2 separate regions of the Pan troglodytes genome follow, and region 2 is linked to region 1. Evidence: chromatin contacts called from public HiChIP or PLAC-seq data. All regions are on one chromosome and are shown on one strand. The core of a region is the stretch at or near the end of the contact, and the rest is flanking DNA. Distances in the headings are between cores, read along the strand shown.

The links. HiChIP or PLAC-seq counts read pairs in DNA pulled down with a chosen protein or histone mark.
Region 2: a contact with region 1 is called in an H3K4me3 HiChIP or PLAC-seq map of stem cell-derived excitatory neurons, with 8 times the contacts expected there. The contact joins the promoter of STPG1 here to the promoter of SRRM1 in region 1. A contact is called at or near these places in 2 of 7 Hi-C or Micro-C datasets (induced pluripotent stem cells and stem cell-derived neural progenitor cells) and 1 of 1 datasets of contacts at active chromatin or transcription factors (stem cell-derived excitatory neurons).

Annotation. Positions count from the first base shown.
Region 1 is chr1:206,369,285-206,374,896 of NHGRI_mPanTro3-v2.0_pri, forward strand. SRRM1 (serine and arginine repetitive matrix 1) reads right to left here and starts at 1,587. Exons shown (of 18, transcript XM_063784629.1): 1 at 498-1,587. The coding sequence starts at 518.
Region 2 is chr1:206,595,568-206,600,369 of NHGRI_mPanTro3-v2.0_pri, forward strand. It overlaps STPG1 (sperm tail PG-rich repeat containing 1), which reads left to right and starts at 2,269. Exons shown (of 8, transcript XM_016956403.4): 1 at 2,269-2,429. The coding sequence starts at 2,283. NIPAL3 (NIPA like domain containing 3) reads right to left here and starts at 1,558. Exons shown (of 11, transcript XM_054680599.2): 1 at 1,436-1,558. The coding sequence starts at 1,525.

The DNA.
Region 1 (5,612 bases), core at 337-2,836:
GGGCGCTTTTTCAAAAAAAGCCGCTGAATGCTTCTTCCTGTCCTCCCTCCCCTAAGGTGCTCTCCCAAGATGTACCCCCAAACCATATTCTCCCTGCCCTGCCGCCACCAGTGACCTTAGGGCTTTCCTTTGGCCTCCCACTCGGGACTTCCTCCTCCGGCTCCGCTAGGCCCCAGGACCCGGCGGCACGCACGGCGCTCGGCCTGCAGGCCCCGCCAGGCAGGCGGGCAGCGAGGTACCATCCCGGCCCATTCCCGCCGCCATTTTCCGGCCACCGTCGCCGCCGCGTAGGGGGGACCATTCCGGAGGAGGAGACTGCGCAGGGGCGCACCGGTCTCCGCCGCAGCGCGCGGGGGGGGGGGTGCGCCGGCTCTAGGAGGAATCCTTAGGATCTCCGAAGCTCCCCTCGCTGGCCACCCTGTGCCAAGCTAAGGTCTCCTACCAGGCCTTACCGAGAAGTCCCTGGCCTCACCCCGGCGCCCGGCGCTTCTACTTACGCGGAAAAATCCCGCGTCCATCTTGCCGCCTCGCTCGGAGATCGCTCCCTATCCCAGGGTACACCGCGCCGCCGCGACGGAGGGCGGGACCGGCGGAGGGAAAGCCGAGCGCCGGGACGCAGCGCGCGTCGTTGCGCCCGCCCCCTCCGGCCGACACGAGGCCGCGCCTGCTCAGTGCGCCGAGAGCCCGCCACGCGTGCGCACGAGCGCCAGCGGGGGCGGGCTTCTGTCAGGCCCTGAACTCCCCGGTAGGTAGTGGAGGAGGCGAAGCTGACGACCGCAGCCAATGGGAGCAAAAGGGAAGGCCGTCGAGTCGCCCCGCCCTGCAAGTCCTTTTGTGGCGCGTGACCATCCTTGTTCGCGCAATGTGACGTGACCCATCCTTCGACCCGTAGTGGAAGAGGCTTGGCGTCCTGGAGTTCCATGAAGCGTTTGAAGAGAAAGGCTGTTACCTCAGAGTGACGCGGGCGAGGCGGCCTGTGCGCCGACGAGAGGCCTGCGGCTTCCCTCTCGTTGTGAAAGTTGTGATTGTGTAGGTTTTACGCGTTTACCAGACGAGAGAGGATTGGCTGTAAAGCGGTCGAGCCTGGCAGCAGACACGAAATCTGCCTTGTAGCCCAGCTTGCTCAGCCTTTGGAGGAAGCTGGAAGTGTCCAGTAGATGAGTTTCGGTTTCGGCGGCCCCGTAATCACGCCGCTGGGCAGGACGCCCGCCAGAGAGCCAGGGTCCTCGGGCTCTGCCTCGGGCTCTCCCCAGCCCGGGTCTCGGACTCCGAGAAGCACCAGCTTCCTCCCAGCGCCTCGCCTGGCCGCCCTGGTGCCTCTGCTCTGGCTGCGAGGGCCTTGGGTTGGATGCGCACTGCTAGATTTTCTTATTGTTTTGAAAATTATTGGCCGGGCGCGGTGGCTCACGCCTGTATCCCAGCACTTTGGGAGGCTGAGGCGGGCGGATCACGAGGTCAGGAGATCGAGACCATCCTGGCTAACACGGTGAAACCCCGTCTCTACTAAAAATACAAAAAATTAGCTGGGCGTGGTGGCGGGCGTCTGTAGTCCCAGCTACTCTGGAGGCTGAGGCAGGAGAATGGCGTGAACCCGGGAGGCGGAGCTTGCAGTGAGCCGAGATCACGCCACTGCACTCCAGCCTGGGCGACAGAGCGAGACTGTCTCAAAAAAATAAAAGTTATTTTTATCTAATAAAGCAGAGATGGGGGTCTCGCTCTGTTGCTGGTCTCGAACTCCTGGCCTCCCAAAGTGCAGGGACTTCAGGCCTGAGTCACCGCGCCCGGCCCCACTCTGCCAGCTTTTTCGCAAGCGCTTCTCGCCCTTCTCGCTTCCCTTTCTCGGAGGGAAAGCCGGCGTCCCTTTCTCAGAAAGGCCTCCTCCGGCCATCTTTTGCATCGTTCCCGCCCCCACACACACTCTCGCCTCCCTTTTCTCTTTTTTTCCATGGCACTTAGCCCACCTGAAAGTATGTATGTGTTTGCTCTCGTGGCTGGAGACACTAGCTGTGTGCTGGCGACATCCCTGCATCTCCAGCTCAGACTTCTCTCCTGACCGTCCCACGTGCCCCAAGTTGAAATCCTGATTCCTTCGCCCTCCATCCACCAAAACCACAAACCACCTGCCCTTCCCAGGGTCTTCCCTGGCTCCCGCTGACCGCAGTGGCTTTCCTTTGGTGTAGGACGCAAGCGTGTGTTACTCTTGACTCCTTTCCTTTACCTCGGCTTTCAAACCATCAAGAAACCCTCCCTGCTGTCAGACGTGGTTCAGGGCACCATCGTCTCTTCCCTGAACTGCGCTAACCCCCTAACTGGTCTTCCTGCTTCTACCCTGGCCACTCAGCATCTACTCTAAGTGTAGCCGGCAGGGTAGTTCTGTTAGAAAACCTTAATCAGACACTTTTCTCAAAACCTTACAGCAGCCTCTCATTTTTGTTAGAACAAAAGCCAAAATCCTACCTGATGCACGCTATTTCGTCTTTGATGTAATCTAGAATGCTCCCAGATATCTTTTTTTTTTTTTTTTTTTTTTTTGAGACCGAGTCTCGCTCTGTCGCCCAGGCTGAAGTGCAGTGGCGCGATCTCGGCTCACTACAACCTCTGCCTCCCGGGTTCAAGCGATTCTCCTGCTTCGGCCTCCCTGGCAGCTGGGACTACAGGTGCGCACCACCACGCGTGGCTAATTATTGTATTTTTAGTAGAGATGGGGTTTTGCCATGTTGGCCAGTCTGGTCTCGAACTCCCAACCTTCACTGATCCTCCCGCCTCGGCCTCCCAAACTGCTGGGATTACAGGCATGAGCCACCACGCTGACCTACTCCTGGATATCTACTGGGCAAACTTAAAGTCCCCACTGCCCCCCCGCAGATGGGGTCTTGCTCTGTCTGCCCAGGCTGGAGTGCAGTGGCAGGATCTCGGCTCACTGCAACCTCCACCTCTCAGTTTCAAGGAATTCTCCTGCCTCAGCCTCCCGAGTTGGGAGCTGGGATTACAGACGCTCGCCGCCAAGTCCGGCTACTTTTTTTATCTTTAGTGGAGATGGGGTTTCACCATGTTAGCCAGGCTGGTCTGGAACTCCTGACCTCGTGATCCACCTGCCTTGGCCTCCTAAAGTGCTGGGATTATAGGCGTGAGCCACCGTGCCCGGCCTGGGCAAAGTTTTTACTTTAAAGTTTTTACTCGATGGTCACTCACTGAAGCCTAACCTGACTGCCTTGTTGGAAGTTGCTCGGATATCCTCTCTACATCCTGATGCCCGTTACTCTTTTTTTTTTTTTTTTCATAGCTTTTATCACCTAATATGCATTTAACCTGGTTTTTTTTTTTTTTTTTTTTTGAGACAAGGCCTGGCTCTGTCACCCAGGCTGGAGTGCAGTCACGTGATCTTGGCTCACTGCAGCCTCTGCCTCCTGGGTTTAAGCCATCCTCCCACCTCAACCTCTGGAGTAGCTGGGACTACAGGCCCGCACTACCATTCCCAGCTAATTTTTGTATTTTTTGTAGAGATGGGGTTTTGCCATGTTGCCCAGGCTGGTCTCGAACTCATGAGCTCAAGGGATACCTGCCTTGGCCTCCCAAAGTGCTGGGATTACAGGTGTGAGCCACTGCGCCCGGCCGTTTAACGTGTTTTTAATGTTTGTTTATTGTCTGTTCCCCACACTAGAATGTAAGTGCCCTAAAGTCAGGGCTTACTGTTTTGTTCATTCATGTGTCACTAGAAAAGTGACACATGGCATGGGTTCAATAAACATTTGTTCAGTGAATGAAGGCTTTGTCAGACGGCCAAAGACAGGGAAGTGACAGGCCTCCACAGAACAAGCCACTTGACCAGATGGGAACTATGAAATCACAACACCCCACATCTCCCTGACTATTCTCTATGGTTCTGATTAGTCATTCTGTTTTAGGCTTCCTTCACTGTCTCTGTCTGTTTGCTGTCAATCCTATAAATGTTGTTTTTTCTGGTAGTTCTGTCATTGACTATTTTTTCCCTCAACAAAGGTGCCCTCTCTGACCTCTCGGTTTTGATTACCTTTCATATTTCAAACCTGTGTATCTCAGGCACAGGCCTGCTCCAGACCTATATTTTCAACTTCCTGCTCACCTATTCACTTGGATGTCCCATAGGCACCTCACACTCAACATAACCCTAAACTGAATTCATCTTCATCCACTTGCCTTCAACCTTCTGGTTTCCCATTCTCAATGAATGAGCCCACCTTTCTTTCTATCATGATTCTTCTCTCTTCCTCACACTCTACAACCAACTCTTGCCTTTTCACCTCTCTTAATAGCTTATGCCTCCCTCTCCTCATCCGTTACTTCTAAGTTGCAGCCACAATAAACTACAGATGCTTGTCTGATTATGAACAGATTTAGGTTTCGAATGGCAATTTATTTGTCTATATATTGGTAAGCCTAAAATGACTAAGAGATGATTCAAATGGCACCTCTTCATCAAGCCTTTTCTGAACAACCTTCCAAAAAGGACACCCTCAATCCCCTCACTCTGTCTTACCTTTTTCTTTCTTTCTTTTCTTTTGGAGAGAGGGTCACTCTGTAACCCAAGCTGGAGTGCAGTGATGCAGTCACAGCTCATTGCAGCCTCCTTAATTTCCCCAGCTCAAGCAATCTTCCTGCTTCAGCACCCCGAGTAGCTGGGACTACAGGTGTGTGCCACCACACCCAGCTAATTTTTAAATTATTTTTTAGAGACGGGGGCTTTATTGTATTGCCCAGGCTGGTCATAAACTCCTGGGCTCAAGTGAGCCTTCCACCTCAGCCTCCGAAAGTGCTGGGGTTACAGTCGTGAGTCACCATGCCTGGCCTATTTTTCTTTTCTTTCTTTTCTTTTTTTTTGGAGACAGGATCTCACTGCGTCACCCAGGCTGGAGTGCATTGGTGTGATCTTGGCGCATTGGTGTGATGTTGGCTCACTGCAGCCTCCACTTTCTGGGCTCAAGTGATGCTGCCACCTTAGCCTTCTGAATAGCTGGGACTACAGGCTCACACCACCACGCCTAGTTAATTTTTGTATTTTTTTCTTTTCTTTTCGAGATGAAGCTTCGCCGTGTTGCCCAGGCTGGTCTCAAAATCCTGAGCTCAAGCAATCTACCTGCCTCATCCTCCCAAAATGCTGGGATTACAAGCACGCACCACTATGCCCAGTCCCATTTTTTATTTATTTATTTATTTTTTTTTTTGAGACAGAGTCTTGCCATCTCCCAGGCTGGAGTGCAGTGGCCCGATCTCGGCTCACTGCAACCTCCGCCTCCCAGGTACAAGCGATTCTCCTACCTCAGCCTCCTGAGTAGCTGGGACTACAGGCATGCACCACCACGCCTGGCTAATTTTTTGTATTTTTAGTAGAGACAGGGTATCACCGTGTTAGCCAGGATGGTCTTGATCTCCTGACCTCGTGATCTACCCGCCTCAGGCTCTCAAAAAGTGCTGGGATTACAGGCATGAGCCACCGTGCCCAGCCCCTTATTTTTTTTTAAATAACACTTAACATTTCCTGGGATTATTATCTATTTTGTTTATATGTTTACTATCTTCTTCCTTTTTTTTTTAAATAAAAAAGCTCTATGTGGGTGTGGATTTGCCCATCCTTG
Region 2 (4,802 bases), core at 1,019-3,518, 230 kb after region 1:
GAAGCAGTCATGGAGTTGAGGAGCGCAAACTCCAGTGAGGTGTTTGCGGAATACCCTGTTCAGTTGCTCCCAGCTGAGATCTAGCCCAGAGCCTGACAGTGACTTCTATACATACCAGCCGACTGACTAAATGAGATCTAGCCCAGAGCCTGACAGTGACTTGTATACATACCAACCGACTGACTAAATGCAGGCTGGTTAAGCACTGGGTGCACTGTGGCCCCTTCGCAGTCAAGAATGCCTTTCTAAGGCCTAATCAACCACAACTCCAGAGCTTCAACAAGCAGATATACTCAGCCCCACCCACAGGAGGTCAGAGAAAGCCAACAGACCTTAGCGACATGTCAATCAAGGGAGTGGTGGGAACCCAGGCCTCCTAACATCCTTCAGAGTAGTTTGCCCAAGTGCTTTTCTGGTTTTGCTTTTGTTTGTGGTGGTTGGCATTGCTGTGGTTTAATTTTTCTTTTAAAAAGCAGCTTCCCTCTCTGCCTCAGGAACTCGCAGGCCTCTGAAGCATCGCCTGCAAAGATTGAAGGCTCTCCCTCAGCTGGGTGGGAGTCCGGACTGAAAGCCTGGAGGAACCCTTTGCAAGCTGTACTCCCTTATAAGACACATACTTTTCACCTGGTGACTCTCTTTTCCTGATTTCGAAGCATTTCTTCAGGACCTGCATATGCCCGAGAGGCAAGCAGTCACCTCTGCGTTGTCAACCACCCCACAATTAGAGCACGTGGTCACTGACCCAAGGAAGGAATGAGAATTCACTAGGTGCTCTGCTTCCATTCCCACCCCGTTTATCTCGATGACGGATTTCACCAATCCCACAGAGCACGTTTTACAAATGAGAGAGCCGTGGCTCATAGCGTCTGTATTCGAATTTGCCTCTTTCTGAACAAATCAATAAAACACGCTCTTTCCCACCACCTGACGATCTGGCTTCTGGAGGTGAGCGCCAGTTCCCTGCCAAGCTTCCCGTTCCTGGGCTTTGGCTCAAGAGAAGGTTACATTCTTCCGTCCCGTCCCACTGAGCTGGAAACTTACAACTCGAGGAGACAGCACCTCTGTTCCAGAAGCGGGCTTAGACCAAGAACGCCTCCCCTCATCCCACCTGCTAACTCCACCATCTGCTGCCGCCAGGAAGCCCGAGCCGCTCGGCACGAAAAGGAGAGATTCTGGCAAAGTTACTCCATGTCACTTCCTGGTTTGGTAGAGCCTGGCATCACCTTTAGTAAGGTAGCCCATGCCCCCGCTCCTCTTGGCCTCGATGCAAAACTGGAAAGAACATTCCAAGGCAAGGGGACCCAGGTTGGCGAGGCTGGTGACAGTAAGAAGGAAGGGTATGTACACTAGGGGACGTTAGGTGACTTCGCTTTTTCCAGAAAAAAACGAAGGTTAAATTCAATTCCCCTTCCTCCCGGTGTTAATCACTACTCACCGGCGGCGTCTCCTCTAAGGCCCACCTATCAAAACCTTCTGAGAAATGACTCGGACTCTTCGTGCAACCCGGAGGCACAGCCTCCTTCATCCCTTCCCAATTCAGAGCTGCCAAGATGCTGCAGTGTTTTGCTTTCAAAGGTCGCGATTTGATTTGCCAGACTGCCTGCCAGTCAGAAGTTGGCAGGCATTTCGCGCAGGCAAGTGGCTGCGAGGAAGGGGAGTGGGCGGGACAGCCCCTGGCAATTGGCTGCGCTGCAAAGCTTGCTTGAAGCATAGGGGAGCGACCTGGGGCTAGAGCTTGGCGCTCACCTGGAGCGGGGACCCCCTAGCGGCCACAGGAAGAATGGTGCGGCGACTCCCCTGCCCCCTCTCCCGCTGTCCCAGAGAGCTTAGGTGGTTGCTCGCCTCCACCTGCCCGGCAGGTGGGCCTGGTTTTAGCAGCCTGCCAGGTGTCCTCCCTTCTTATCCTCATAGCCACCTTCCGGGCTTTGCTCCTGCTGTTCCCCTACCCGACGCTCTCACCAAGTATTCAAATCCAAAACGTCCTTGAAGACCCAGCGCTCCCCAGAGCCCTCGCGAGACTTGGGGCCAAACATATCTCTCCTTTCCTGCCCTCCTGGAACACCTGTCGGATACCAAGCCTCCCAGCAATACTGAAGGTCCTGAAACGAGCCCAGCGCTTGGTTAATGTTTCTATAATGTACATAATTATCACGGCCATGATAATTAACATGCGCATGGAGTTTTACAGATGACAAGCTTCTCATCGCTCACACGTTGTCATATACACGCATTTGCTTTCAGATCGTCACAGCCATGAGTGAGACTTGAAGCCCGTTTTACGTATGAAGAAATGTCATTTGGGCCTAGACATCAACAATGAGAAAGAGGCAGTTCTAGTCTCAGATCGTGGGGCAGAGAAAGCTCCTTGGGAACATGGGAGAGGAACGAGTTGGTGCATTGTAGAAACTGCCCGAAGGCCAGCAGGGCTGGTGAGAGATTTTTCTGGGGGCGTGGTTGGGCCTGCGATCTGAGGGACGGGCCAGGGACAGTTTATAAATAACATATTTGGGGGCCGGCGCGGTGGCTCACACCTGTAATCTCAGGACTTTGGGAGGCCAGGAGGATCACTTAAGCCCAGGAGTTTGAGACCAGCCTGGACAATATAGTGGGACCCCATCTCTACAAAAAAATTTAAAAATTAGCCGGGCGTGGCGGCGAGCGCCCGTGGTCCCAGCTACTCAGGAGGCTGAGGCGGGAGGAGCGCTTGAACCCGGGAGGCGGAGGTTGCAGCGAGTCGAGATCGCGCCACTGCACTCCAGCTGGGCGACAGAGCAAGACCCTGTCAAAAAAAAAAAAAAAAAAAAAAGCTTGGATTTCACCCTAAATTTAAAGGCGAGCCATTGGAGGACTTTAAGCAGGGGAGTGACAAGGTCGCTGAGACCGCCCTGCCCTGAAGCGTGTGAAGAGGGGCTCCTGGAATACTAAGTGGCTGCCCTTGTATAGTCGCCCATGTCAATCTTTTTTTTTTTTTTTTTTTTTTTTTTTCCTTCTGTTAGAAACAGGGCTTGGGGCCGGGCGTGGTGGCTCACGCCTGTAATCCCAACACTTTGGGAGGCCGAGGTGGGTGGATCACCTGAGGTCAGGAGTTCGAGAACAGCCTGGCCAACGTGGTGAAACCCTGTCTCTACTAAAAATACAAAAAGAATAGCCTGGCGTGGTGGCGAGCGCCGGTAATCCCAGCTACTCAGGAGGCTGAGGCAGGAGCATCGCTTGAACCTGGAGGGCGGAGGTTGCAGTGAGCCAAGATTGCGCCACTGCACTACAGCCTGGTCGACAAAGCGAGACTCTGTCTCAGAAAAAAAAGAAACAGGGCTAGGTATATTCCTTGAAGCAGGATTTTTGAGTGAGCAAAATTCTGAGGCTTTTGGTTTATCACAAGATTTTTGAAGCATGGCCTAGATAAACCTCTTATTAGTTCTCCACCCCGCTACAGGCCCTGATGTAATTAACCTAAGCCCTAAAATTCGGCCGGCTTCTCTGCGGACTTTGAAACGCCTCTAATGATTGGTCAACAACTTTTCACGTTAAAGAAACAGAGGATGCCATTGGCTGGAATTACCTCGCGGACGGCGGAAGGTGGACTCGCGAATGTTAGGCCTGTGGTTGCCATAGCGACCGGGAGGTTGGGCTGGCCAGATTCAGCTGCCGGGACCGGACCAGGTAGGAAGCAGTTCCGGCGGGGGGACCGGTCCCTGAGGTCGTGGGGAAGAGGACACGGCGCACCCGCGGAGACCCCCCGGCCTCCGGGTGCTTGCGGAATTCCAGGGCTGAGCTAGGTGGAGCCCCGAGGGCGGGAAGAAGCCACCATGGGAGTTGCCCCTGCGTCGGGGCGTGTCCTCGGTGTTTCCACCCGAAAAGTGGTGACAACTGGGGCTTGCCTGCTCCACCGAGCTCTTGCCAGGGGCGTGGGCGTCCGACCCTTCTGGCTCAGCCTCCGCGAGTGCGCAAAAGTTGGGAGGCTTCAGTGCCTGGCAGTGGGTGGACGCCAAAGACCTGATCTCTACTCATAGGTCCACCCCAGCTCAGGGGGTGTCCCCCAGCAAACGACTTCCCTGCTCTGGGCCTCGATTTACCCATCTGTAAAATAAAAGGGTGGGATTGGAACCTGGTGGTCACTAGCCCGCCGCTAAATTTCCTTCCAGCTCCCTGATACACTTTCTCAGCCTATGAAGACTATCGAATGGGTTATTTACCTGAGAGTGCTTTGAAAAAATGTAAGCTGCTTCCAAGATGCTTATAACTGAGTAGATAAAAATCGCCTACAGACGAAACTACTCAGGACATCCAAAAAAATTCTATCTAAAGTAACAGTATACATAGTTTAGTACATGTTTATATACCCTGTACAGTAACATGTATAATGTAAACTGTAATACTTAGCATATATAACTTTTTTTAAAAACACAAGAGATGATAAAATGAAACTGTGCCTATAGTTGTGATCATGTGAGCTGTCCTTGTAAAATCTAACTCCCGCTGGAAATATATTCTGAGCACAGCTGTACACACAATTGCTAAAAGGTGTCTACCTCTAGTATTCATTCATTCATTCATTCCACCGATATTTATGAAGAAAATACTATTTTTTAAAATTCTCAATACTATTATTATTATTTTTGTAGAGACAGGGCCTCGCTATGTTGCCCAGGGTAGTCTTGAACTTCTGTCTCAAGCCATCCTTCCCCCTCAGCCTCTCAAAGTGCTAGGATTATGGGTGTGGGCCACCATGCCTGGCCAATTGAGCAAATACTGTATGTGAGGAAATAGACTGAAGATTCAGAGTTGAACTTTCTATTGGGGAA